Regions from separate parts of the Capsicum annuum genome. Here region 2 is linked to region 1. Evidence: chromatin contacts called from public Hi-C data. All regions are on one chromosome and are shown on one strand. Each heading gives the region's core, a stretch centred on a gene start, on an enhancer-like site or on the middle of the called end of the contact. The rest is flanking DNA. Distances are from core to core; before and after follow the strand shown. Region 1 overlaps LOC107850760 (co-chaperone protein p23-1). Region 2 overlaps LOC107851081 (a long non-coding RNA gene).

Region 1 (7,108 bases), core at 1,507-4,006:
GGTTTGCTTGCATTGTAGGAACATGTAGCACATCCATTAGGGCTAAAGTTTTTCGCGAAGTGTGTTTTAGGAGTCCTTTACCCTTGCCTAGACTTTAGCAGTTCTTGAGTCTCCAAGGTAGACTACTTCACTGTCATCTCCTATTGATGTATAGGAGGAAAATGCTTCTCGATTTGTACAAATATGTCGAGTAGCCCCAGAGTCTACCGTCTATTCTTTTACATGTGCCACCATATTCACTGAAGAAATAACAATTGCAATTATTTCATCTCCTTAAGCTAGATTAGCTTTGGGAGGATTTCTCATTTCTTTGTTGTTTCTTATTCTGTGTCTATATTGAGCGGTATAATGACCTGGTTTTCCACAAGTAAAACAAGTGTCTTTTCTTTTCTTAAAATTGGGATTATTAGGTTTGTAACTTTGAGACTTATTACCATACCTTCTGTTATGGCTGTGTTGACCTTGTACTAAATGTGTGTTGAGCGCAGCCTACTTAGCTCTGAATGACTCCTTTCTGTTGGTATCTTCAATTAGAATATGAGTTATTACTTCCTCAATAGTAAAATTTGTCTACTTATGTTTTAAGTTATTTTTATAGTCATTCCATGATTCAGGCAATTTTTCAATTAATACTCCAGCAACATATTTTCCTGGTAAAGCGATGTCCTCAGCCTTCAAATCTTCTAACAGTTTTTTATATTCATTTATTTGAATTTTTATTTCTTTCACATAACTCATTTGTCAATTGTAAAAATTTTTCAACCACAAACTTTTGTTTGGTTACATCTTCAGCTGTAAACTTCTTGATTAAAGCTTCCCAAATGACTTTTGCTTCTTTGCAACTGCAATATACATCAAATAGTTCATTAGAAATTGTTTGTAAAGTAGTATGGCGACATACCTTATTGGCATATTGCCATGATTCCAAAATTTTGCTATCAACGTCTGCACCAGGTTGTGACAAAGCATATGCAACACCATGAACATCAAGTAGTGAAAAAATTCGTTCTTGCCACCTTTTAAAGTTTTCATTAGCAAATATTTCAATATTTGAAACATCAGGAAATGGTTTTGCATATGGTAGAACAACCGGAACAGGAGTATTAGGAGCTACTTCTGTAGCAGAAGTACCGGGAGTAGAATTATTTGTCATAATTTCTTAGATTGTTGGGGAATAATAATAATAACAGTTAATAATACTGAATATTAAATAAATATTACTACGATATTATTTTAAGTGGTATATTAATTATACTTGAGTCGTGCTAAGCACGGTCCTAAGAAACTATTTCAGCAGTGTGAAATATTTTCCCAGGATTAAACAAACATTTTCCTAATTAATTAAAGGATACAGGAATCAACAAAATTATTAGTACAAATACCAGCAAGTTAAACTATTATAACTAAATCATTAAGCAGGATTATAAGAGAGAAACTAAAGAGGAAATTAAGAATGTTAATAATTGTTGTAAGGATTGAAGGAGTATTTATAGGTAAGACGTAGCTTCTCAAGTACACCTCTTGATGACTTCTAGAGTAAGCCTTCTCCAGTATATCTCCTGATGGCTTCCAAAGTAAGCCTTCTCAAGTATATCTCTTGATGGCTTCTAAAATACATTTAAAGATATAGCTTTTTCAATATACTTCAAATTATTTTGAAATAACTAAATAATTTTCCTACAATATTTACCATGATTTAAAATTTTGCAGCAGCTGGACCAGATATGGATTTTGGCGACATCGACTTTTCGGTAAGCATGATCATGAAATAAGTATACTGTAGTTATTGCTGTTGATATGTGCTGATCTTGGGCTTACATTACCTTTCTCTTGATATTTCAGCAACTCAACATGGGCGGTGGTTCGGGGGATTTTGATGCCGATGTGCCTGAAGGTAAACCTGTTTTTTTGTTATGCAGCTAGAATTGATATCCAAGGGTCACGTGTTGGGATTGGATCTTGTTTCATCCCCATTTTGGATATATTATGATGTGATTTTTGCAGGAGAAGATGATAGCGACACTGAAGAAGAAATTGAGGAAGGAAATCATGGCCATAGTGAACCTCAAGCAGCAGCTACTGCAAGCACTGAACTTGAGACAAAAGCTTGAGAGATCCCACTTTTTTATGCTTTAGTCAACTGATATTTTATTGCTATATACTGCTGATTAGGGGCATATGCAGAAATTGTTAATTGCTGGTACTTGGTATAACATATGTAGTTTGAAGTAATGTGTCTGCCTGTTGGTTGTGGAGCTTAGGTTTGGGCTTTGCATTCAGTGCCCATGCATTTGGGATTATGTGGGAAACTGACCAGATAAAGTAGAACAATGGTATCATTCTTGGTTGGGAGAAGAAAGTCGTGGCTTGTGTCTTTATGTGGCTTTGAAGGTTGCGAGTTTACCAATCGTTAGCACCTCAAGGGTGGTAAATTGGGTGGTGAGGCAAGTTATGTTTCATTCGCAAAATCTTAACCTTCCCTACCTCACTTTGCGTATCATTTTTTTTTCCCGGTTTTTTCACATGGGGCACCTCACACACTGCAGAGACCTGATATACTTCGATTTAACTTTTTTCAAAAATCTTCTTTTGTTCCACTGTTTAGTCAAACATAGCAAGTTTGGAACAGTAAAACTCTGTTAATTTTCATTTAAATTTGTCATCTAACCTGAATTTGCCGTACCCTGTCTTGTCCCAATTTCTCTTTGTAGCCATCTTTGACTGATAACGTAATATGATATGATTACGTATGAGATCTTATTTTCTTTATTATTGCTACTTAAAGTCAACAATAAAGCCAATTCAGTTGGATCCTTAGGTAATGTGCATTAGGGTCAGCGTAATTTCCATATATTTATTTATTTCTCAAACGCGCAATACTCCACGACAGCATTAAACACCAACACAACGAATGCTAGAGATGTATTTCGAGTTTCTGTTTGCCAGTTATCCCCTACCTCGAAATCAGTCCATCAACAGCTATCTTATCGTTCTTACGTTTAGATGATTCACACAAGATAACAATGTCATCCTCTCTTTCTCAAAACAGTTGGAAAATACTAAGGGAAGAAAAATGAGCTGAAAGTCCCTCTAAGTCTTTAATTAAATAAAGGTGACAAGTAGGGTTGTTCAAAATCGACCCGTAACTGATAAGCCAATCACAAAATTGACTTATTGGCTTATTGGTATTGGGTTATTAGATTAACGGTTGGAAAACAGATTAAAATTTTATAGTTAACGATTTATCGGTGCGGGACTGGATTACTCAATTTTCTTATTGGGTAAATCGTTAACCCGTTAAGAACTATTATAATTAACTTTTACCATTAGCTATATACTTTAAAGTACCTATTATTAGCCCTAAAGCTCCATTTAATATTCTACCGTTTCTTAAAATTGATCAAATCAAAACGTCATTTCTTAAAGATCAAACCAAAACAAGTTATTTTACTCTCTATTTTGGACTTCCGATTATGGCAAGAGAGCTACATGTTGTATTAGCTAGCTCACATGCATCATAGTTATATATGATTTGATACGATTTTCGAGTTGAATTTCTTATTGATTTGCTAGCTCATTAGTACGGAGTTTGGACCATATTAGACTAGTTTTGACTTCTAATATATAAATATATTTACTTAAGTATATTTTGATTAATATTTGTTAAATGGTTGAACCAATATACCGCTCGTTAACCATCCAATAATTACTAATCAGAATCGAACCAACCGATATCTTATTCGTTGGCTAGTGAATTAGTATATTTAAAAGCCGATATCCGATAAGCCAAACCGTTAAGCATATTTATCCGTCTGATCCGCCCGATAAGCAGCCCTAATGACAAGTGAGTTCCACAATATTATCTATCTATAATATAATCTATATCTATAATCTATAATATATTAAAAGTGTGAAGGGACCTTAGAAATATTGTTTGAAGTTTTTGCCCTTTTATTAAAAATCTTTGTTTTAGACAAAATCATTTTTTCACTATTTTTTTCTAATATTTAAGAGTTAAAAATTAATTAAATATACAACAACAACATACCCAGTATATTCCCACCTAGTGGGTCTGGAGAGGGTAGAGTGTACGCAGTCCATAACACTACCTCAGGTGAAGTAGAGAGGTTGTTTCCGATAGACCCCCGGCTTAGAATCAATAACAATATAACAAACACAATACCATAAATGCATATAAACTTGTACAGTATGCAAAATAAACTAACAACGTTAGCCACAAGATAATACTAAAATTATCAATTCGAAATCATAGACAACACTTAACACCTACGAACAAGAAACTTCAGACACAAATACAGAACACTCCCCTGTTGTTACCGACTCTCCCACCCTCTAATCCTCTACCATAATCCGTATCCTCCACACCTTCTTATTAAGGGTCATGTCCTCCGTAAGCTGTAACTGTTCCATATCATTCCTAATCACCTCCCTTCAATATTTCTTCGACCTACCTCTCCTCCGTCTAAAATCATCCATATCCAGTGTCTCACACCTCCGCACTGGTGCATCAGCACCCATCCTCATTACGTGTCCGAACCAACATAACCTCATTTCGCGCATCTTGTCCTCCACCAAAGCCACTCCCACCTTTTCCTGAATAATCTCATTCCTCACCCCATCCTTCCTGGTTTGACCACGCATCCATCGCAACATCCTCATCTCCGCCACTTTAACTTTTGGATGTGGGATTTCTTAACTGGCCATACAACATAACCGATCGGACTGCCACTCTGTAGAACTTACCTTTAAGCTTCGGGGGCACCTTCTTATCACATAAAACTCCCGAAGCAAGCCTCCATTTCAACCACACTAACCAATATGATACATGAAATCCTCATCAATCTCACCATCGCCCTGAATCATAGACCCCAAATACTTGAAACTCTCTCTTCTGAATGGCCTGAGAATTCAGCTTCACAAATATGTCAATCTCCTGCGACTCATCACTAAACTTACATGAAACTCTCTCTTCTGAATGGCTTGAGAATTCAGCTTCACAAACATGTCAATCTCCTGCGACTCATCACTAAACTTACACTCCAAGTACTTCGTCTTGGTCCTGCTCAACCGAAATCCTATAGACTCAAGGGTCTGTCTCCAGATCTTCAACTTATCATTAACTCTTCCTCGAGTCTCGTTAATCAATACCACATCATCTGCAAATAACATACACCAAGGCACCCCTCCTTGAATATGCCGCGTCAACACATCCATCACCAAAGAAAATAATAAAAGGGCTAAGAGTCGATCCTTGGTGCAACCCTATCAAAATCAGAAAGTGCTCCGAATCTCCACCTACCATCCTCACACGAGTCTTTGCGCCATCATACATGTCCTGAATTGACCTAATGTACGCCACAGGAACCCTTTTATCCTCCAAACACCTCCACAGAATCTCCCTAGGCACTCTGTCATATGTCTTCTCGAGATCAATAAACGCCATATGCAAGTTTTTTTTCCTCTCCCAAAATTGCTCTACTAATCTCCTCACAGGGTAAATGGCCTTAGTAGTCAAGCGGTCTGGCATGAAACCAAACTGATTCTCAAAGATAGTCACAATCTTTCTCAGTCTCAACTCCACCACCCGTTCCCAAACCTTCATAGTATGACTCAACAACTTAATACCTCTATAGTTGTTACAACTCTGGATGTATCCCTTGTTCTTATATAAAGAAATCATCGTACTCCACCTCCACGCTTCAGGCATCTTTGCCGCCTTAAAAATGATGTTAAACAACCTTGTCAACCACTCCAAACCTGCCCCGCTAGTGCTCTTCCAAAAATCTACTGAAATCTCGTCTGACCCCGTCGTCCTACCCCGATGCATCCTCCGAACTCCTCAACCTCAATATGCCTACAATGACCATAATCGTAAACTCCTCAGACTTCTCCCAATCCCCCAACACGAAACCTTCCCTCTCATCGTTCAAGAGTTTATGAAAATAGGACTGTCGTCTCTTTCTTATAAGCGCATCCTCAACCAACACTATACCACCCTCTACCTTGATGCACTTCACTTGGTCCAGATCATGAGCCCTCCGTTCCCTAGCCTTAGCAAGCCTATACAACTTCTTATCCTCATCTTTCTCCTCTAAAGCAACATATACGCTCTCAAAAGTTGTTGTCTTAGCTGTCGTAACCACTAGCTTAGTCTCTCATCTAGCTACCTTATACTCCTTCTTATTCTTCTGTCTTCTCCCCATCATCCTTGCTCTCAACCAACTTGGCATAAGCCACTTTCTTATACTCCACCTTTCTTTTAACCTCTTTATTCCACCACCAATCCCCTTAATGCTTACCAAATCGACCTCTCGGGACACCCAACATCTCTCTAACGGTCTCCTTAATGCAACTAGCAGTCGTCTCCCACATACTACCCACGTCCCCTCTACTCTCCCAACACTCCCTCCTCTTCAACTTCTCCCTCATCTCCAAAGCACCAACCAATGTCAAGCTACCCCACTTAATCCTGGACCAAGCCTCCACGCTCCTCTTCTTTCTGCCCTTGTTAATTACTAAGTCCATCACCAACAACCTATGTTAAGTCGAAAGACTCTCGCTAGGTATGACTTTACAGTCTTTAAATAGCGCTCTATCACCCTTTCTAAGGAGCAAAATATCAATCTAAATCTTGGCCACTGAACTGCAAAAAGTAATAAGGTGCTCCTCCTTCTTCGAAAAGATCAAATTCGCTATCCATAACCCAAAAGTTCTAGAAAAATCCAAAAGAGAAGCTCCACCTTCATTCCTCTGTCCAAAACCGAAACCGCCATGCACATCATCATACCCTCTCGACAAAGACCCAATATACCCATTGAAATCTCCTCCCACGAAAAGCTTCTAAGTGCTCGGAACGCCCCTCACCACCTCATCCAAAACCTCTCAAAAGCTCTTCTTCTCCTCCTTGTCCAAACCTACTTGCGGAGCATAAACACTAATAACGTTCAGTGAAGATCCTCTAATGACCAACTTAACAGACATCAACCTATCACTGACTCTCTTAACCTACACCACCTGCTCCCTGCTCCCTGAGATCCTCATCTACTAAGATACCTACCCGTTTCTCTGTCTCACGCTACCCGAGTAC
Region 2 (7,108 bases), core at 3,167-5,666, 76 kb before region 1:
CTTCCCACATTAAGACCACTATCCACGATACTAGTATTTTACCTAGTATCACTTCTTCATTTGTGCAGGATCATGAATAAGTAGTTTCAAAGAAAGATGTAAGGAGGGTGTCTTATGAAAATGAGCTTGAAGGCCTCACAGAGTTCTTGCCAAAGAATTCCAAGCTTAGAAAGTACAACAACAAGTCGATAAAGAAGTTGGATTCAAGGACGAATCCTCTTCAATAAAGAGAGGATGATACAAGCCAAATTGGCTCCATTCTTTTGGAATTTATGCTTCAAGGACCAAACCCAAGGATCCACGACTTAATCATCCTAGGGAAGCATATACGTGATTGGAGGATATCTTGGGAAGGAATTACATTTGATGATGCCATTCGAGGGAGCAAGGAGCAACATTATATTTGGATGATAGCTTGGGCCTCGAAGAGCATAGGTGTGGCAATTTAGGCTTTTCCACTTTTGGGCCCAAGTTGTAATAAATGGCTTTTGTCGTATAATTAGATAGGATCTTTTTTATTTTAAAGGTAGTGGATGAATGATAATGAGAGATACACTTGCGGGTGTATATTGGGAGCTTATGGATTATTGAGAAACATGGGTTGCTCAAGATTTCATTCCTGTGAGGTCCTCGTAAGAGGTTGGTGCTTGTGGTAATTGATATGAAGGTATCCGGGTTTAATATACCCTTTGATTTTCCTCTCTTTATCAATTTGTGTCAATCTATCTAACTTTCTTTTTATCCTTACTTGTCTTATTTTGTTTCATTATTTTTTGTGTTTGTGTGTTGTTTATGTTTTCGTAGTTTCATCTTGTATCACCTAGCACAAGTGATAATAGAAGGGATGAGTCAGGGGATTCAAAACTTTGGGCAGAACATATGGATGACTATACTAATAAAGTTAACCAATCAAACCTCTCTAGGACCTCTGACCCCGAAATGCTAAATGTAGAGATGACCCTTACCAGTCAATTCATGCCTTTCTTTCCACCAAAGATGGCCACATTACTGAGAAGGGGCCTCCTTTTCTCTAAACTCTGGGCCTACCCCACTTCTAAAGGAGTCCCTACAAGCACTAGCGACTCCATGCTTTTCCATGGAAATGCTAGAGAAAGAAAACACTAGAGGCTTTAAGATAGAAAAACAAGGAAATGAAGGCAATTTTTGCCTCCTTGAGGGTCTGAAGAACAAAATCAGTAATCCTAGAAGGCCATTAATCTCACAATAGAGGATATAGTAAGAAAAATGGGCATAGTCCTTATTACCAAGGATGTCAAGCTGTTCGACCTGGAAATAGCTTCTCTAGGCCCAATGATAGGCAACTTCTACTAAACTATAATGTCCTTAATGTACAAAAAAAGAAAGAGATCAGGGAAGAAGATCTTGCCATACACTTAGGTAAAGGACAAGGAGATCATATAGGACTTACTCACACCATCAAACCCAATAATGAACTGCATCATATGGAACACTAGGGGTGCAAACAATTCTAAATTGATGAGGCATTGTAAAGTCATAGTTAGGATCCACAAGCCCTCTATTCAAACTCTTTTAGAAACTAGAATGAGTGACCATAATCAGTTGACTGAAGAGTTGGGATTCTCTAAAAAATCAAATACCCCTCAATTAGAAGTTCTGGAGGTTTAGTCATCTTGTGGAATGAAGATAAATCAGTATCAATGATATTAATATCTCCTCTCAAGGAATTCATATTGTTGTCCAAGTTATCAACCCACTCTTTTCTTAGTTATTCAGTGCTATATATATTAGTAATTGTTTTGGGAAAGGACACTACTAAAAAATTGTAATTTTTCAAAAGATAATGCAGTCGGAATATAGTCGAAAAATAAGAAATTTCGGATAACTTTTCGACTGTTTTAGGATAGTAGAAAAAGAGCTTGTTGGAAAAACATTTCCGACTACAGTAGTTGCAACATGTAAATTATAAAATGATCAAATAAAAATAATACTCTAGCTAGTGCAGTCGAAAGATTAATAAATAATTATTTAATAAATAAAATCTTTCTGTTTACTGTAGTCGAAAAATTATAAAATAATTATTTAGTAAAATATTTATTTCGAATACAATAGTCGGTATATTGATTTGTTCAATTTATATTTCGACCACTATACTCAAAAGTCTTAACTTTTTTCTAGAAAAGTATTTACTTTTCCGACCACCATAGTTGAATTTTTTTTTTTTTTTTGTCAGCAATAGGGTTGTTTAATTAGTTTTCATTGCTCTCATATTACAAACGATAACAACATACGCACTGTATTTTTTACAATAGGATTTGAAAATTACAAACACAACCAAAATTTAAAAATTCCACCACTTAAACATAGAGTAAGTATTTGAAACACCCAAAACAAACATCAAGTCAAATAGTTTAAACATCCCAAGAGAACTTTAAGTCTAAATAACATCACAATCCAAAAAAAAACATCGAGTCAAATATTTTAAACATTCCAAGTGAACTTTAAGTCTAAAGGTCACAATCAGAAACAAAAAACGACAACTACAATCTAATCATCATCAGATTCACCCTCTTCCTCATCATCAAATACTTGAGGCATGTGCTTCTTGACCAATTCCTCAAATTTAGCAAACTTAGAAAATTTAGCATCATTAGCTGCAAACTGTTGCGTCAACTCTACAATTTTCTTTCTCATCTCTTCAATTTCTTCCATAGTTTGAAGAGGAGTTGGGCAACAACGAAGGACTACTCGAGGATTGGAGAACCACAAGCCTGTAGGTTCAACCTTTTTTTGGACCACCGGTCACAGTTGTCCATATTTTAGTCATATATGCAGGTGATGGTTGGACCATGGTACCATCCTCTAAAACACGTTGGGTTTGATGCCAATCTTCCGTGCATTTTTGAAGTCTTCTTGAAAGAAAAATAATTTGTCATTATGTAAACAAACTAAGTTGAATAATAAGAAAATACTGCATGTAAAGTTATTATCTTACATTTGTATCCTTAGCATGCATTTTGACCCAATCTTCTCTTATACTGTCCTTCCCTTTCTTCTTATGCGTCTCTTCGAAGGCCTTAATAAGAATTACATTTTTTCCCCAATTTAAGTATTGCTACAAAATTTTAGAAAAGAGATACCAGTAGCCACCAAATCTTTGAAGTCACACAGTGAAAACAAATGACAACCTGTATTGTCACATATTTGTACTCATGCAACTATAACAAATATATAGGGGCAAGGATTGAATCCATACACAATAAAGAGATATGATGGAGTTTTTTTTAACAAATAATGAATAGAGTTCCTGCTGGAATATGACAATATCCACACACCTACTACATGTACTAAGGAAGCAGATGCTCAAGATAAACAATCCTTCAAGGAGATACTTTTGGATAAAACTAGAGAGCTTAATCAAGAATATCGACAATACATAAAAAAAAAATAAAGGGTTAGAACCATTAACAGACTCTATATTGCTCAGAACAGAAAAACAAAGAATATATCAGCTCCGAAAGCACTCAGTAATAGTCAAATTATTCTCAAAACGATTATCCCATAATTACTTGAAGAGTGAATGACATTGAAAGTGAGGTACTTGATTTTTACCACCAGCTATTAGGCACTGGTGCACATACACTACCAACAATCATAAATAAGGTCTTAACCGCACAAGTTCCTTGGGAGATCTTATGATAAAGTTGTAATCACATTGGCATCCATTACATCAAGAATCTGAATAACATTTGTTAGATAATGATAACATTTCCAGGCAATGAATTATAAGTTTACAACTCAGAATCATACCTATATACGCTATATTTTCATTTCTAAAAGGGATTTAGTAGGATATATATAATGTGAGGATGATTCTCAAAGAACACCAGAACTAATCTTTTAAAAAGAACTCCAGGATTTGCATGCCCCATAAATAGTGAGCATGTGAGGATGTAAGGAAAAAGCTTAAATTGAAACACAAGGTACCGACTACATATTCTAATTAGTCAAAAATATAGTGCAGTCTTCTTTACCATCAAAAAATATAACCTTTTCTCCTTTGCCAAACTCTTACGCTTTTGTTAATGGGATCGAGATTGTCTCCATGCCAACTGATCTTTATCTCCGCGGAGATAGCGATGGCATCATGTTGGCGGGGCAGAATAATCGTTATTACATCAATAATAACATTGCTCTTGAAAATGTGTACAGCCTGAACGTGGGGAGCAATTTGGTTTCGAGCACAAGGGATATATGCATGTATCATGTGTGGGCAGTAGATGAAGACTTTGTAGTTGGATATGGCTATCAAACTCCTCATTTACATGTCAACATCACTTACACTTTTAAAACCCCGACTTACACTGCGCTAAACATAGTCTAGACAACCTCTAGGATGATGGCTAATTACAGCAAGAGCCTGGATTGGATATTCCCTCTAGATCTGGGTTTACCATCTTTTTAGGCTCTATTTTTGTGACATTCAGCTGGAAGTTAAGGAACGGAACTATCGGGTTTTTGATATATACATTGGAAACCAAATGGAAGATCAACTGGGTGATGCAATTCAATAGAGTGGCGGTTGGAGAGTCCCAATGTACACAGACTACGTGGTGTTTGTGAGAGATTCAAATGGTTGACGAGGCAAGAAAGATGTGTCACTTGAATTGCGACCTAACACGGAAATAAAAGTTGTGTATGAAAATGCTATCTTAAATGGCTTAGAAATTTTCAAGTTGAGCCATGCTATCTTAAATGGCTTAGAAATTTTCAAGTTGAGCCATCCAAAAGGAAATCTGTCCGTCCCAAATCCTAAATTGTGGTTAGAAGTTCCAGCGAATTCAAGTTCAAATAAAGAATGTGAAGTAGAAAATTGAACATCTAATCATGTTGCACATTTTAAATTCACTTACACCATTAAATCTCACATCCCCCAGTAATTTACACACTCTTCGAGCAAGTCACTTGATGATACATAAATATAATCATGTTGCACATTTACATGATTTTATGTCCACCATTCACAGTAACAGAAAAACAAAAGATACCAGATATGGACAGGAGTGCTTTTAACTTAAATAAAACAGACAGTGAAATAACACGAGTACTCGTTCAAAAGGAACAACCAACTAGAAATCAAAATCTAAAGTGACATATATACAACCCTTTGTCTTAAAAAATGGCGCACATGATACATCGAACTTCAGAGGCGTTTCCAGCTCATGATCTACCATTTTTGTTTATTCAAAACCATAACGACTAACCCAGAAATCTTGAGTTCCATAAATATCACAAGGAATAAATTACCATATTATGAGTTTATCATCCCAGAGAAGCATTGGTTAAGTCTTGTTGTGAAATAATGACCCCTTGTCTTTTCAGTGATAGATTCATAATCCTGCTGACCCATACTTTATTTCTAAAAATATGATTTGGACTGCAATAGCAGCGCTAATAAGTTAGTGCATAAAAAAATTCTGAAGTATTTGACCATCTATAGAAAACTGAACTTCTAATCATGTTGCACATTTTACATGCAAGTCATTCAAGTTTAAGACAGCTTCTTTCCCTTGCAGTTTGAGCTACATAAATCAATTGATGATAAGCTCCAGAGTGTTGTTTACAAACCACCCTTAGGATATATAATGGATATATGTTAATTGGTTATAGTATTACCAATCCAACAATTTGTAAACGATTGAAGAACACAGATTAGTCTTACCAATTTGGCAAGACTTGTGAACAATATTTGAATATCGTGTCAAATAGAATCGCTAGCACGAATGTTAGTATGTCAAGTACTATTTTCGTTGGTGGGTAGCAAAACTCATCGAACCTCTGATACACAACGAGCCACCCGTTTCATAGGCCCGATTTACCTTTGCTCGTTCCCTCTTCGCCTTATATTTCGAAGTATCCCATATTTTCAAGAACTTGACCCACACTTCTTTCGTAAGCCAACCAGATTTTTGCAATTTTTTTTGGGCCTCATACAAGTGTTCTTTGATTCTTAGAGATGCTTTCAACTAGAAAATGGCTTCTGTTTCTTTTTCATGACAAGACCTTCATCTACACTTTGCCTGTAAAATAGTTTAATATAAAGTCATGAAATGAGTTAATAGATACAAAGGAAAAACTACCTTTAGGCAATCAAATGCATAGCTTATAAAATAGCTGCAAGTTAATAAAATCTTCATATTACTATAAAATAAATTTAAGAAGTGAGCCTACATAGCCACATCAAAATGATTGCCAGCCAAATGAATGCATAGTTTAATGGATTGACATTATCAGGAAGCAGGTGCAAAGAACGTTTGACATCTGAGTCTTTGACAATCTTTTTAGATAGATATCACTTTTTAAACTGACCACTTTAGAAAAAAAGAAAAGTAGAGCAAGTAGGCATAGCAATATCACTAGAACCTGCAATATGGAACTGTTCCCTTTTCTGTTTCATCTTTTCTTGTTGATATTGTGGAACTGTTCATAGCTTCCCTTGTTTTATCTGATGAAGTTGACTAGTTAAAGACTCAAACTTTAGTAAAACTGGTCTTAATTGTACCAAAAGTTTAGGTAAAGTTACTTTTTCCCCCAGAACAATGAAATCTTGAAAATGACATCTTACTCCTTTGTTGTGTTGTCTATAAAAGTACAACAGAAAACCAAGAAAATATATGCAAACGAAAGTGGTTGTTTTGATCCTGCTACTCATCATGTGCAACATGGTGGACTAGCAGAAGATGTTTTGCCATACGAGAACAACACACATATCATCACAATTCCTCCCAACAAGATGTGGCTGCTGCTAACGCCTTGGAAATAGAATTTCAGTAAGAAATTGAATCTTCAAATGGAACAAAACTCATAATTAGAATGGTAACTTCACTAGGCTTGTCATTTAGTGTTTTGTCGAATACTCAAAATATGCAGATTTTTGAAGGATTAACTGTTTATGCCAGTGCAATAGCCAAGAAGCTCATTGAGGTTGTGGGCATATAGTATGCAACAATAGCACCAACTAACAGCTATTAATAAAGTGGCAGCTCTTTTATTTATGGTAATCTTTCTAAATCCTTATTGAATATGAAGTTGATAATTCTTTTTTGTTAACTAAAAACATCACCACCAG

What was found. A called contact is a pair of places that touch in the nucleus more often than the background predicts.
Region 2: a contact with region 1 is called in a Hi-C map of leaf, with 4 times the contacts expected there. The contact joins two enhancer-like sites. A contact is called at or near these places in 2 of 5 Hi-C or Micro-C datasets (leaf and placenta).

Annotation. Positions count from the first base shown.
Region 1 is chr12:85,124,144-85,131,251 of UCD10Xv1.1, reverse strand. LOC107850760 (co-chaperone protein p23-1) reads left to right here. Exons shown (of 6, transcript XM_047401872.1): 4 at 1,714-1,751; 5 at 1,843-1,894; 6 at 2,005-2,232. The coding sequence ends at 2,111. The region is part of intron 1 of LOC107850761 (a long non-coding RNA gene); the gene reads right to left. Among protein-coding and RNA genes, the nearest start is that of LOC107850761, 5.1 kb to the right of the region's middle. Within about 2 kb of position 2,756, at least 4 of the 5 cell types and tissues checked have an H3K27ac peak or open chromatin away from gene starts, as enhancers often do. A contact at or near this core is called in leaf, where this site is marked.
Region 2 is chr12:85,201,754-85,208,861 of UCD10Xv1.1, reverse strand. LOC107851081 (a long non-coding RNA gene) reads right to left here. Exons shown (of 4, transcript XR_001668867.2): 4 at 5,544-6,059. Among protein-coding and RNA genes, the nearest start is that of LOC107851081, 12 kb to the right of the region's middle. Within about 2 kb of position 4,416, at least 1 of the 5 cell types and tissues checked has an H3K27ac peak or open chromatin away from gene starts, as enhancers often do. A contact at or near this core is called in leaf, where this site is marked.